2 separate regions of the Anas platyrhynchos genome follow, and region 1 is linked to region 2. A link is a contact called in public Hi-C data. All regions are on one chromosome and are shown on one strand. The core of a region is the stretch at or near the end of the contact, and the rest is flanking DNA. Distances in the headings are between cores, read along the strand shown. Region 1 overlaps NOS2 (nitric oxide synthase 2). Region 2 overlaps LYRM9 (LYR motif containing 9).

Region 1 (7,301 bases), core at 3,373-5,872, 52 kb after region 2:
AATAGACATATAATTAAACCTTTGAGTGCAAACAGCCTTTGAAACTAGATGTTGGAACATTTTTGGAAACCTTACATTTTGCAGGTTATGATTAACCCATGAGTTAGAAATGAGTTGACTCCGATCATTTGTCACCATTTCAATGACACAGTGACCCTGGAAATTACTGTTGTTTATAAGAAATCTTGATTGGAGGAGACAATAGTTCTCCTACCCTGACAACTTAGGAATCTTTGGCAGTGATAATTAGTTCTAAGGAAAAGAGTCTTAATCTGCTCTAGTTTAATCAAAAAACAAGTCCAGCCTTCAAATCTGGGGCTTGTAAAGACAGCACGAAGACATTTTTCTTCTCCTTTGCTGTGGTACAGTACATGGAATAGTTAGGGCATTTTTAACCTTACTCTGCTGTGTAAGCCCAAATTGAATTTAGAAAAGCCAATAGCCAAAGTAGCATCAAAAAGACCTTGTCTGATGATCCTTTTTTCTTTTTCTAAGGTCTATGTTCAAGACATTCTTCAAAACAAGTTGGAAGCCAAAGTGTGCAATCTCTTGCATAAAGAGGATGGACATCTGTATGTCTGTGGAGATGTACGCATGGCCAGGGATGTTGCTCAGACTTTGAAAGGGATACTTGTAAAAAAACTGAACCTCACAGAGCAGCAGGCAGAAGAGTATTTCTTCGAGCTGAAGGTATGTTGTGGTGTGCAAGGGATTCTTTCCATTCAGACAGTGCTCTCATGTGGGTTAGAGAAGACTTCAGAGTTACACTCGAGATCTAACAGGCTGCAACGAGCTTCTTTTCAACAACATGCTAAAGAAAATAGCTTAAGTTTAGTCTAACCACCATTATTTAAAATGCGTAGCTTCTCTTTGGTTAAGTTGTATGGGTGACATGTCACGTTCCTCTCTCATATGCCCACCATTTTGCCCAGTGTCTGTCTTTGGACCCTGGACATGAGCTTTGTATCTGGAGATACATGAGACATGTATCTGGAACATCAAAAGCTTGAGACTTTATTGTATCAAAGGAGGAATGTGAGTTTAAGAAGTTGATGAGGCAGTTGCTGAAAACACAGTGCCTGAGTATGCTGACTTTTTAGGTCCATTTTGTTAGCAGAACTTGTCCTGAAGCATGTGTGGCTGACATTTGGATAACTTCTTTTTATTGACAGCAAAAGTCTGCCATCACAGAATTGGTCATAATGCAAAAAACCTTTTAGTTAATCAACTGTTACATAAAGAGGTGCTAGCAGGATTTAATTTATCTCTTGGTGTTTTGTTTTTGTTTTTATTTTTGCAGAGCCAAAAACGTTACCATGAAGATATATTTGGGGCTGTGTTCCCACATGAAGTCAAAAGAGATGTAAAAGCTTTGCAACCCATCAGTCCAAGCACAAATTAACAGACATCTTAAACCATAATTGCACATTTGATGTTATTTTCAAAGATCAAGGGGTCAAATTCTCTTCCTTATTCATGTTAAATAACACACACATATCTGACTGTAGGATTTGACTTCTAAATCTTAGCCTTAAGTAAGAAAAATATGAAATATAACTTTTTTTTTTTTCTATTTATTCTGGGACTTCTTTTAATTATCTGAATAGTGAAGATGAAAAATATTTTTTTAATTCTGTCTAGGCTAGTACACATCTACTGTCTTTTGTAAATATAAAAAATATAAAACCTGCTCACGAGGAAAATAGAGTGGTTTTTACTATGAACTAGAAGTAATTTTTTTTATTTGTTTTTAAATGGACTATTTATCTGTGTGGATTTATTTATATTGTTTTACTGTTTTATGTTCACTTTAAAGCAAGAAAATGAATGGTTGTGTCACTTGGAAATATCTAGTGACACCTCTTGTTGAATCTGAAGCAGTACTTGCAAATGTGGTAATAATATAATGGCTCATAAGTGGAAATACCTGCTGCATACACTTCAGATGTATCCACATGAGGACGTAGCAGTTTTGATTTCTGCTTTATGCGATTCAGATGTATCAACCTGAATTGTCGTTGTCACAGGGCCTGTGCCAGTGAGACTCAGAAAATTCCAAAGCACTTTGTACATTTGAATTGTTTGCTCTGACTTACTTGATTTGTTTGCAATAAAAGACACCTTTATGTTGAGACAAACAAGTTGGTGTAGTTTAAATGTACTTCTTTGTGCTATTGTCTTCAGCCTGAAAAAGGGGAGGTGGGTAAGTTCTTGGGTACCATTAGAGTGGGTTTGAGCTCCGACCAGCACTCCCTCCTTACACAAAGAGCCCGTCTCCGTGAATTACACAGACCACCAAAGACTAGTTACATATTTTTGTTACTGCCTGGAAAGAGTGAATCTGTCCCTAGTGAGATTGGCTTGTGAACTAAAGAGTATAAAATAACAATTAGAGCAATGTATTTTGCTGTGGTTTTTGACTTTGTCTCTGTCTGTGCCTTGCAGTTATGTCACAACTTATAGTTCTTTCTCTAAAATTACCAGGGTTTTATGATGATATTAAAAAGCTAAAGGTGAGATTTTCCTGTCATCCTTTGTCTCCAGGAGCTAGAATCTGATGAAGCTGACACTCAGAAGTCAACAATGTCATGTACATACAGTGTTTCACATGTACTTCAGGACAGCCTTAAACATAAGATGAAAAATACAGCATAATTGAAAGAATGTGGACAGTGATGGCAGAGAACAGGAAGTATCAGACAGCAGATACAGACAGTAAAGGACAGAGGAGGTTCATAGCAAGTATGGGGTCCTGATGGGCATCTAGTATATACTGTGAGTGTTATTTCATATTTCATTTAACAGATGTTCTCTGATACTACAGTTTTGGGGTGGGATGGAAGTAGAACAAGGCAATTTCACTTTCCATTAAGAAAGTTCTCAATAAGCCCAGGTCTCACTGAGTGCTGGAGTTCAAACGCCACAAAGGCAGGAAACAAAAGTTCTGCATTTTAAAAGTCCGATGTGTTCCTTGCTGTTTTGGGAGGTACATTACAGTGCAACCCATTTTTCACGCACATAACAAAATAGGTACATTTTCTTGCTAGGATCCTTTCTTTACATCTCATGTTTTTCTTCTGCGTAATCACTTACTTTTAAGTATTACCATAATACTTTACAAATGCTTGCCCATATTTCACTTTCATTCGGAGAGGGGGAAATTCCCATAAACCTCTGACAGGTCAGAGCAAGAGACCCAAGTGTTTGTGTATTGGTTCCGAAATTGCATGACTTCCCATTGATAAATTCTAAGTTGATGAAGCAAGTTTTACTTGGGGACTTTTTCATCTTAATTCCACCATTGCAGAAATCTCCCCCTAAAAGACAGGTTCTAAGGCAGTTAAGGGAAAGGATTAAAAATAAGAATAAAAATAGAGATCTGTTTCAACTCTGTGAATTTATTTAAACCGGCCCAATTGTAAGTTAACTTCAATTACAGCACTGGTTTGAAGCTGTGTATAATTGCTTTTTTTTAATAAATGGGGAATAAAGGGGGAAGATAAAGTGCAGATGTTAAGGTCAGTGGATAATTATTCTATTCCAACACAAGAACTGAAACTTCATTTAAGAAACCAGATACAAAATACATATTTTAAAATCCCAAATATGATCAAAAAGCCTGCTCTGCAGTTATTAAAGTGTTCATTACAGCCCCAAGTCAGTAACAGATTGAAGCACGTGCATTAGTTTAAGCACTTAAGTAATTCTGCTAGAAGCAGAGGAATTGTTCAGGGCTATAAGTTAGGGAGATGATTATGCATCTCACCGATTTCAGACCTAACTAGAAATTACAGATCAACACTTTCTGAAGCAATTAGCGGGCTGTTACATTAATGCCCACCTTAGGCAGCTTTAATGGTATTCAGTATTCAAAAAAGGGTGAATGCCATGGCACTGAAATGCAGACCTTTTTCTTCCTGCAGTCCTCTAGCCACTTTTGATTGTTGGCAGAGTTCCCCGGCTTCCCAAATCCACAGGTTGGTCCAGCTAAACTGAAAGTGCCAGTCCTCATGCCAGTTTGGTATGTCACTGGGCTTGCAGTACAGATACACCATTTGCTTCCCTATACCCCATAAATCTGTAGGGCTCTGCCATACGAATGCATTTCCTAAATGCAAAAGCAGTGATATGTGGATGGGATCCATTAGCACATTATTGTATAGCTGAAAGCTAACAGAAGTCCAAGCCTAGCATTAGGGTAAATGCTGGGATAACTTCAGTGCCTTCAGTTTAAGTGGCTGCCCAGCCTGACAGAGTTTTTGCCATGCTGTTCTGCATGCTGCAGGGGCGTGGGGCTCAGGAGGACAGCCAGGTGTGACTGATGAGCTACTGCCAAGCAGGATAACGAGGAACAGCTGAGCCCCATGGGGCAGAGCAGTGGAAGAAGATGGCTGGCACAGTGTTGAGGTGCAGGCTGTGCTGACAAACCCCAGTGCAAGGAAGGAGGAGTGACTTCAGGTAGGCAAAATGTGGTTTTTGCTTTGTTTTCAATCGTTGCATTGTTTTATAACTGTGTAGAGAGGTTCCCTTCTCTGAATGTGTGCTCAGGAGTGCAAAGGAGCTCCTCTGCTCCAGTAACCCTGCTGGGCAGCCAGGGCTGGGTGCAGGGTGAGGGCTGAACTCTTGCCTGTTGTGTGTGGGAACAGGCTGAGCTCTGAGCGTGAAGGTGGTGTGTCCAGCTCTCCTAGGTCCTGCTCCAGTCACTTCATCTGTAGCTCGATCTATTTATGCCCTGTGGGCAGTTATTTGGTGCCCTTTCTGAATAAGCCACCATGGCCTTGTTTGCGCCGAGATGTTTTATCTGCACTGCGAGGCGTTGAATAGCCAGGATCGAGCAGCAGCACTGCTAAAAGGCTCCCCTCTGGTGCTGAGGTTTCGAAGGCATTGGAAGGCTCCACTGCAGCTGTGTGGAGCCACAAGCGGTCTCTGTGCTCGAATTTGTCTTTGTTGAGGTGAGAGTGTGGGTTACGTCAGAAAAAAAAGAAGGGGAGGAAGCTTTTGTTGTCCTTCAGAGAAAACAGATTCTTGGATTTTTACTGCTTGCACATGAAAGATCTGGATAAAGTGGATGAAACGTGAAATTGTGCTCCTAAAACGTGCGGGCCTTCTCCCAGCAGGACAGGGCAATGCTGCCGTTATTTTTGGTGTAAAGCTGTTTGGCAGCAGCACAACGGCCCAGGGAGTAATTAACGCATTGCCGTGCCCAGCCCCGAGCAGGGCAGGTGTCCCTGGCACTGCCGCTTCCCCCAGCGAGCCAGGGCTGAGGCCGGGAGCTCCAGAGGGGGAAAAGGTCGGGGTGCACATGGACAGCAGGCAGCACCACTGCCGCCACAGCCTGCAGGGAGCCAGGGAGCCTGCCCAGCACTTCTTTCTTCCTGGTTGATGGGAGCGTAACCCCAACGGTGCAAACGCTGCTTCTGCTGCTTCCCGCCCCACACACAGCAGGGCTTTTGGGTCAATTCCTCCAGAAAGTGAAACTGAGGAGGGCACGGTCTGTGCGATGCTTTGCAGGCTCTCCTGTCTCAGCTCACAGGATAACTTATCGCAGCTCACCACGTAGTGCTCCTCTCTGTAGCCCTTGCCCTCATAGGCTCTAACACTGTTTTGTACTTTTCCCTGGCTGGGGTTTTGGAGGGTTACAGTAACACCAGGAAAGGAAGGTTTGTCAGTCCTGCTGCAGGGAGCGGTGTGCTCAGGGTGCCCACCTCCCGGCAGCCAGCACGTTACCCCATAGCCCACCGGGGATCACGCTGGGGAATGGGGTGTCCCAAAGCCGGGGTGTTTGTTGCTTAGCCGAGCTCACAAGGACAAGGGTCAGGGGGCTTCAGGTGGGACAGGGGCTGGGGGTGCCCCTTGGCTCCATGGCCAGCCTGCCTTGCTGGGGCAGGGCTCAGCGTTGGGCTCACGGGACAGCGCGGGGACCTCCAGGGCTCACCCAGCCCCGGCCCTGGCTGCCACCCACCTCCACAGGGCTTGGCAGGGCAGGAAGGTACAAGGCAACGGGGAGAAAAAGCTCAAACCACAATTCTGTAATGCTTGCTTTATCCAGAGCAAAGATTTATTCACTGAAGAGATTCCTACATACCCAGAATTTTATTAGCATAGAGTGCACTTTGTCTTTTTTTTTTTTTTTGCTGGTTGCATAAACTAATACAGAAACTGTTATTAATACTAACAATTTTTAATTAATTTAATAGCAATTCTGGAAGACACTCAGTTGATAGAAAATATAAAAAAAATTCTTTTACTGTACAAAGTTTACATCACATTTGAAAAGAAAACGTGTCCATTTTCACCATATTACAGACTCCATTTACATTCACTACTGACATGTGGCTATTGTAGCAGCATTGTACAGCCAGCTTCACATTTACAACTCTACAATGGTACAGGCTTACCGTGCTTCACGCCCTTACACCAGCACACGAGGAGACAGCACACGGGACAGTACAATGCGACCGAGACCGAATGACTGTCGCTTGGTTTGCAACATAGTAAGGGATAAGAGCTTGACTTCACAGCTGTACAACTCCACTGGTTTTGTTTGACTTCTGTGTGTATCACACCAGCTGATTAAAACAAATATTATCCCAGAGACAGTAATCGGTCCCTGCTCTCTGAAATAACTGGGTTCAGGAGGCTGGGTTTTGCTTTCAAGGGCAACATGGGAGTTGAACGCAAATCCAAGGAAGGGTTGAATTGGGATCTCAAATCTCAGGATTTAAAGACGTATTTTGAAACCCTTCCCTGGAGCAGCAGGACAGGATTCCCACCACCAGGCACTGCTCGGCCGGTGTGCGGGGATAAGCCTCCCGTTGGTGTTCTGCACGCCTCAAAACGCAGCATGAAGGGACGTGAGGTTTTAGGCAAGTGGCCATCCTGAAAGCAGGGGACCAGAGCTGCTCTTGAACTACACCTGCAGGCAGTCATAGGAGAAACAAATTTTCTGTGTTTTTCAATACTATTGTTTTGTTTTAAGCTGTCCGTCCAGCCAGTCACCTTATTAAGAGCGATAAGAATACATTGCTTGCTCAGCATTGTGCTTGCACGTGGCCGCAGCAGCGTTACCACCGCTGAGCAGGCGAGGACAGGCTGAGGAAAGGCTGAGGGTTTGGGAGCTGGGCTGCTGCAACCAAGGGAGGGCTTCGGCCTGGGGGTCTGCCTCTCAGCATCACTACGCCACGCGCTCCTCCCCACTTTTGGGGGTATGGTGCTGTTGTTGCTTCAGCAGCAGTTGCTGGGAAAACAACCTCTGTTTAAGCCTGTGACACAGTGTTATTGTGAGAGAGCAAACAGCAAAT
Region 2 (6,752 bases), core at 2,082-4,581:
AGCTTATATTAGCCTTTGGTCTATAGTGAGAGTCACGGTGACTTTGTTGCTTTTTCTCAAAACCTGACTCTTTATGCTGTCATCACTTTGTCCTCCTATTGAACTTGTGCACTTCTATTTTCCCAGTTAGAGTCCTTTCTACACTAAGTGGTAGCAGCTTGTTTGAATTACATGTTTTTACTCTTTTGCTAAAAAAAATAAAATAAAATAAGATAAAGCAGGATTGCTTGGGCAAAATTAACCTATCTTAAAACAAAATTAAAATTAACTTTGTACCAGTTTCAGTCCTGAATTGGATCAGGAAGTATGACAAAATCATATGTAAAATTTGCCGATTCTTGAGGACCTACTTCTTCCATACTTACATGACCCATAATTTATAAAACTAGTGCTTCACTTAAAGACAGCATGCATTCATTTGCACCCTTCAAAAGACCTTTCCTACCTTATGGTGCTAACTGGGTATCCTTGTGTTGTGTTTAATTGGAGGCTTCTTCAAAAATCTTCAGAGATTCAGAAAATACTAGAAGGTGATATACGCCTATAATTACATCCTGAAAGTTGTTATACCAACTGTCACAACTGCACTAACTGTAGGGAGAGCCACTGGTGCTAAACTGGAACATGTCAAAGTGCAATATTTACAAGAAAGAGAGGAATGAACAGGCAGTTTTGTTTTAAAGCTGATGGTAGCAAGATCCAATTCAATTCGTATTCAGGCATGATCTTGCCTATAAATACTTAAAGATTTGGGCAGTAAGAACAAAATAACTGTTGACAGCACTTCACTGAGCAGTTTACAGCTGGGAGGATAAAGTTCTTACAAGACTGCCTTTCAGAATTTTCTTTGCGCTTGGAAAAGTCACTGTTGGGAGAAAAAAGTGGAGAAGTTTGCATTGCACCTAAGCCAGAGAGATTCCTGTCTATTCCTCCATTGCTGCCCAAACTTGGCATTGGGTGAGCATGCTACAAAGAATATTTCTTCAATTAGTCTAAGCACATTAATTAATTATCCCCAACTGGGTAATCTGGCCGAAGTGTAGGAAGCGTGTTTCCTCCCTGGTGCTGGATTGGAAACATCTCTGCCTAGTGGCGTTCAATAGCGCTAAGCCTAATGCCGGTGCTGTCACACTGCCTGAGGCATGTCCAACCACTGGCGATTCCTTGTCACAAACCAGGTCCTTGGGATGTGTGGTTCAGCCAGCAGGTAATCTCCTGTATTCTCTGCTGATGCTCTGTAATGCCGCCTTTACAGCGCTGTCCTCAGCCCCCAGAATGTGCTGCTGGTGCACTCTCCTTTGACATTGCTCGATGTGCGAGGCAGAGAAGCAAAGCACAGAGCAGAGGAGAACAGAAATAGAAGTGAACAGAACAAAAATGTCTAGCTATCATCAGTCATGCAATAAGACATTACAGATCATATTTAGAAAGGACAGAACTCACAATAATGACAGGCCACAGCTCGTCAGAAACAATCACATCAAACCAGCAGATCTTAATAAAAGCTCAGCATGCTGGAGAGATGTGTTTATTACAATGGGATTTGAGCATTGTACATGCTCACCCATACAAGAGAGTATATCTACAGGGCAGGCCGCTGCCCAGAGCTGCAAGACATTCAATAATGCTCTGAGTGAATGTGATTTGGTCGGGACGGACGTTTGCTGGTTTGCCTAGGGCAGCAGAACCCACAGAGCTGGCCTTGAACACAGCGCAGTAGTCCCTCTCCGGTGACCTTCTAGGGAATAAAGAAAACACATTATGGATTAATAACCAGAGAAGAAGGCAGTTACTTCACTGAAGCAGGACAGCTCTGCCACTCTGCTGCAGGAAGTTGTAAATGTATTTTCACAAGGAAGCTGTGAAATGTGGAAGGGAAGACTAATGTAGCCACGTACAAAGACCAAAAAAAAGAGTGAGGATCCTAGCAAGTAGCAGCAGTCTGCTCGGGTGTCGTCCTGGCCTGATGTCAGATCCTGAGCCAAGATGTTTTGTGGTTAAAGAGGTTTCAAGAGGCTTCCAATTTCATTCTTATTTTGGCAGCTTGATTATTACTTCCCTGCACAGAACATTTTTCCCGTTGCATTTTGCACAAACACCAATTCTGGAATCGGTATTCGTGCTGTTTTAAGTGGGCCCAGCAATGGCATGATGAGTCAGGTTACAGAGCAGGGCTATGAATCTTTAATATTAGGTTCACTATTTATTTTCAGTTTCTTTTTTCTTTTAGAGTCTATTATTGGGCTCTTAGATTTATATTTTCAAGGAGGACAAATAATTTTGACAACTTAGATAATTGTACATGTTCCAAGTTCAGCACTGAATTCTCCAGATACCTAAAATCACAAAAAAATACCTTTTGGAAAAAAGAGAACAAAACAAGCTGCTTCTGTTGTGCTTTGTGAGCATTCATACAGCCGTAAATATTCTGAAGCATTTTCCTAATTAAAACTAAACTAATACTTCTGAATAGATGCTTTGCAAGAGTTTTTCCTTTTTTGTTTTTTGACAAGGTTTGATTACTCAATCCTATTTTGCAAAATGCACTGTGTACATCTCAGAAATTTTTGATTGAGTTCAACCAAAGCCTACTAACAGCTGGGGAGACAGCGTGGTTTCCTTGAAGACGCAGTGGGCTCAACTGGTAACAGAATCTGCAGTGAGAGCATCAACACTGCTACCAGCTTTTGGACCACGGGCACCCTCAGTAACTTAGAGCCAACGGAGAGAAATAGAGTCGTACATTCCCACGTTAAAATGGTAAAGACACAATGCTCTGAAGGAGTAAGGAAACACACACCCAGCCTGAGTGTGTGGGGTGAGCGCAAGGGGGAACAACCTTGAAACAGCAGCAGCTCAGGTAGTTGAAGCTTTAACTCACCTTTGAAGTCTCTGAAGCCCAGTTTTGGTGGCTGTTTAACTGTTCTGGAGGGATTGAGGTTGCAAATGTTGAGCCATAGGGATTTGCTTGAAAAACAGTCGCAGTAGCAGGAAAAAAAAATATCTGAGAGTAGTGGCACAGTGTTGTATCGGTATCATGGGTTCAGGTATTCACAGGGTCAGTTGACAGACGTGCTAATGCAGAGTGCAAGATTAATTGGCTTTGGTCAGCTTTTGCTTCACTATCTGAATATCATTATCAGGAATGTAAATGATTATGCTATGCAGCGAAATGCCACAATAGTCTCAGTGTTTCCTTTTATACTTGTCTCTTTTTAAACAGGGCTTTATCTAAATGCAAATGTGATTTCAGCCTTCTGATTAGGGCATTATACAGTCATCCATTCCAGAAAAGCACAATTAGTGGATTATTTTGTTTCTGACTCAACAGTTCTTGGTTTAGATAGTTTGTTTGTTGTACTATGCATGAAATTTAAGTTATCACAAGGAGATTTACAGTATTAGTCACAATTACAGCCAGATTTTGTGAGGTTGAGGTTTTTATTTTTCATGGCAGATAAAAATTTTAACATTTGTGGAGTCTTTTTTGGAACAAAAGCATTAATGCAGACTCTTACTATGCCTTATTGTCCTTTTTGTGCAAAGTGAGGGGCAAATTAACTATGCAAATTCCGTGATGTCGTGGGGTGTACAAGTACAGAATTCAGTCATACCTCTTCTCAGGATTTATTCAGTGTTGAATTGTGCTAAGATACCGTGGCACTGTATGAGAACCTAATGGTGGGTCACCTCGTAAGATTATTTCTGATTAAACAACTGTGTTAGTAAAATTGCCATCAGTTTTTCCATGTCCTGATTTCCAGTGAAGTGAGATAAGAAAGATCCAGTCCAGTTCCCCAAGGCGGTTGTCTCCCAGCTGTGATAACATGGCAATGCTTAGTTGATGCGGAGTTGGCTGAGACAGGAATGTGCAAAATCATAGTTGGTGGGACAGAGTACTTCAAAAGCAGTTAAAACTGTGTATGCCATCTGGAAGAGAAGAGCTGTATTGCACAGTAGAGCTAGGATGCTGGAGGCAGCTCTGAAAGGTTAAAAGGGGGAAAACAAGAAACCAGGGAAAGAGAAAGACCTGTCCAGATGACATTTCAATATGCCAGATCGTAAGAAGAATTTGATTTGATTTCTTGGAAGCTGGATGCACATATAGACAGGAAAAGAAAGAGTATTAGGTTCTAATAAAGTATCAAATGTATTACTGCTTTAGGGTTTTACACAGCTTTTCCAGCCAGTAGGCTCTGAAATCACGTTAGATGCTGTACGTGGAGCTCACAGTTGAGCATTATGGTACATAAAAAGTTCTAATTATCTTTCTACAGTTGCAGACTGAGGCACTGAATACACTGAAGTGTATTCTTGAAATTACAATGACAATGTTGCAAGATGGTGGTGGTCCTAAAGTGAGCAAAAGTTCCAAGAACGCCAAGAAAACGACTAATGTATAGGAGAACTTAATCCAGACTCAAAAATTAGCCAAATAGTGTTTGTTTTTTTTAATGTACACAATCAACAGTGGCTGTCACAACTTAGGTAACTGAGGTGACGATACAGAGAATGCATTTCAGCACTCTGAAACACAGCTCCCGGTACCCCGACAAGGTAGCAGTGGCTCGGTGCCACTGGTGAGGTGGGGGGGTCCCTGGGTGGTGCCGCGGCTGCAGGGAGCAGGTGGAGCCCCCTGGAATTACGGCGCCCTTCACAGCCTGCTCAGGGTGGTACAAACACGGGGATGCTGCGTGCTCAGAAAAATACGGGGTTTTGGTGGTAAACTCCCCCGTGAAGATAACTCATGTCCCAAAGGTTGTAAAATTTGTGACGCTGTGGATGTACGGCAGCATTCAGGATCGCTTTTTCTTTCAGTGTAGGGCCTTCCTGTAATGAAGGTTTGATAACTAGAACTGGTGAAAATGTCAAATTTCAAATCCATTACGAACTCCAGCATTTGGGGGAAAGCAGAAGCAATTTTTCTGAAATTTCATGTGTTGGTCACGTGATTTGAATTTAACAGTTCATCGTGTTCCTATGAAAAATACTGCAGTGGCAAAATCATAATTATCTAAAGTGAAACACGTTTTCCGTTCCATCGATCAGCTTAATCATTTCATATTTGTATGTTTATGAGACTTTGGTTTCCTGCTCTCTCCCGTAGATGAGTTTCTTTATGCTGAAGCAGGCTGTCCTCTGCATTCCCAACACATAAAGAGTCCGTGCTTTTGCGACAGGAAATCTATAGCACCACTTAGGTTTAATTAGAGCATGGTGACAGATAGGACTTCAAAGCCTAGAAACAACTCAACAAATTGGCCTTACTCCCAAAGCATGTTTTGAGGTGTGCCTTGAACTGGGATTCAGTGGGAATATGGGAAATACAGGGTTAGGAGCTGAAGGACAGTGGAACTGTCCCAGTTCTTACCAGGATCAAACCAAATGAACCTGTGTGTAAAGATAAGCTCGCGTTCAGGTTAACAAAACACTTTTTCTATTAAAGCCTGAATGTCAGTGCTACAGAACATCCACAACTGCTGCTGAAGGAAGGAGGAAAGGGAGAACAGTGGCTGGAGCCAAAGCTGTGCTGTATGAAGCTGGTCTAATCCTTTAATCTCTGCCACTCACTGTCCTGTAGGCAAGCAGGCCCGTCTCAGAGTGGGGTTCTGGTGTGTCCGCGAGACACGGGGAGACCCTCTGGGTACGGGAATAGAACAGATTCAGAGATGCACTGCACAAATGGCTGGCTGCAACACCTCTACATCCTGAAGCTCCAGTAACTCCGAGGTCTTGCTTGCCCTGTGCAATTTCACATGGCTAAAAAAACCTTAAGGCTGCCAAAGAAAGTCAGCGTGTATGCTGCTGGACTTCTTGACTTCTTGTTATGAAAGAGAAGTGAAGCTAGATTTTGGTCCAAAACATAAAATCCTGTTCTTCTCAGTTCTTCTGAAACAGAAACATCAACATCTCTAAATTGAATGGTGTTGTGACAGAATCCCTTAAAATCACAGTGTGTGTCAGGAACGTTGCTCAGTCTAAATATATTGTTCTCAGTTTTTTTGTCACCTGCAGTACGAAATGTAAGGGGAAGAATGAAGTGAGGGGATTCAGCATGATGCTTGTGCAGTAAATGTTTATTACAATATATGATGTGAATTAGTAACCCCAAAATAGTTTAAGTAAAAAGATAACAAACACCAGGTGAATTATTTCAATAATTCTATTTAAATAGTTGGGGGGAAAGAGCCAGGTGTTGGGTGAAACTAAATTTCCTGAACAGGAAAGCAAAGCAAAGGCATTTGCGTAATAAAGCAAGCTTTGTCCAAGGTGATTTTCCTGAAGTTTCATTTGCATTTTCACTGATAGCTGGTAGGGGAACACAGTGATACGGCTGAATTGAGTGCTAGCAAGAAACTGAAGGAGAATCTTCTTTGAAGGTCCGTTCATATTAGAAGGGTTCCAGATTTGTTAAGAAAACAACTTCAGAGAAGTGAAGGAAGGAAGTCAGTGCTGAGAGTGATACCGAGGGTGGAGTGAAAGGTGCATGCTGCAGGGTGCCCCCGGCTCTGAGTGCTGGCAGCCAGCCCCAGGACTGACCCCGTGCTGGCAGCTGGGGACGCGATTCTCAGGGATATGCACAGGCTGCGCTGTGTGCACTTTAACTTCTCTTTTTTCATAAGTACAAACTCTTTGCTAATAAGCTTGATATGATTATGTATCAAATCAGTGGCCTGAGGGTAAACTGATTAGGACTGAGTGTATCTATTGGCAGTGGAGCTGCAGGTCTGCACACACCAGCAGCTTACTCT

The links. A called contact is a pair of places that touch in the nucleus more often than the background predicts.
Region 1: a contact with region 2 is called in a Hi-C map of skeletal muscle, with 2.0 times the contacts expected there. The contact joins two enhancer-like sites. A contact is called at or near these places in 2 of 8 Hi-C or Micro-C datasets (liver and skeletal muscle).

Annotation. Positions count from the first base shown.
Region 1 is chr20:1,007,634-1,014,934 of IASCAAS_PekinDuck_T2T, forward strand. It overlaps NOS2 (nitric oxide synthase 2), which reads left to right. Exons shown (of 26, transcript NM_001310393.1): 25 at 496-690; 26 at 1,301-1,402. The coding sequence ends at 1,402. It overlaps KSR1 (kinase suppressor of ras 1), which reads right to left. Exons shown (of 19, transcript XM_027472475.3): 19 at 6,026-7,301. Among named protein-coding and RNA genes, the nearest start is that of NOS2, 20 kb to the left of the region's middle. Within about 2 kb of position 4,623, at least 2 of the 8 cell types and tissues checked have an H3K27ac peak or open chromatin away from gene starts, as enhancers often do.
Region 2 is chr20:957,165-963,916 of IASCAAS_PekinDuck_T2T, forward strand. All of the region lies in intron 2 of LYRM9 (LYR motif containing 9), which reads left to right. Among named protein-coding and RNA genes, the nearest start is that of LYRM9, 23 kb to the left of the region's middle. Within about 2 kb of position 3,332, at least 2 of the 8 cell types and tissues checked have an H3K27ac peak or open chromatin away from gene starts, as enhancers often do.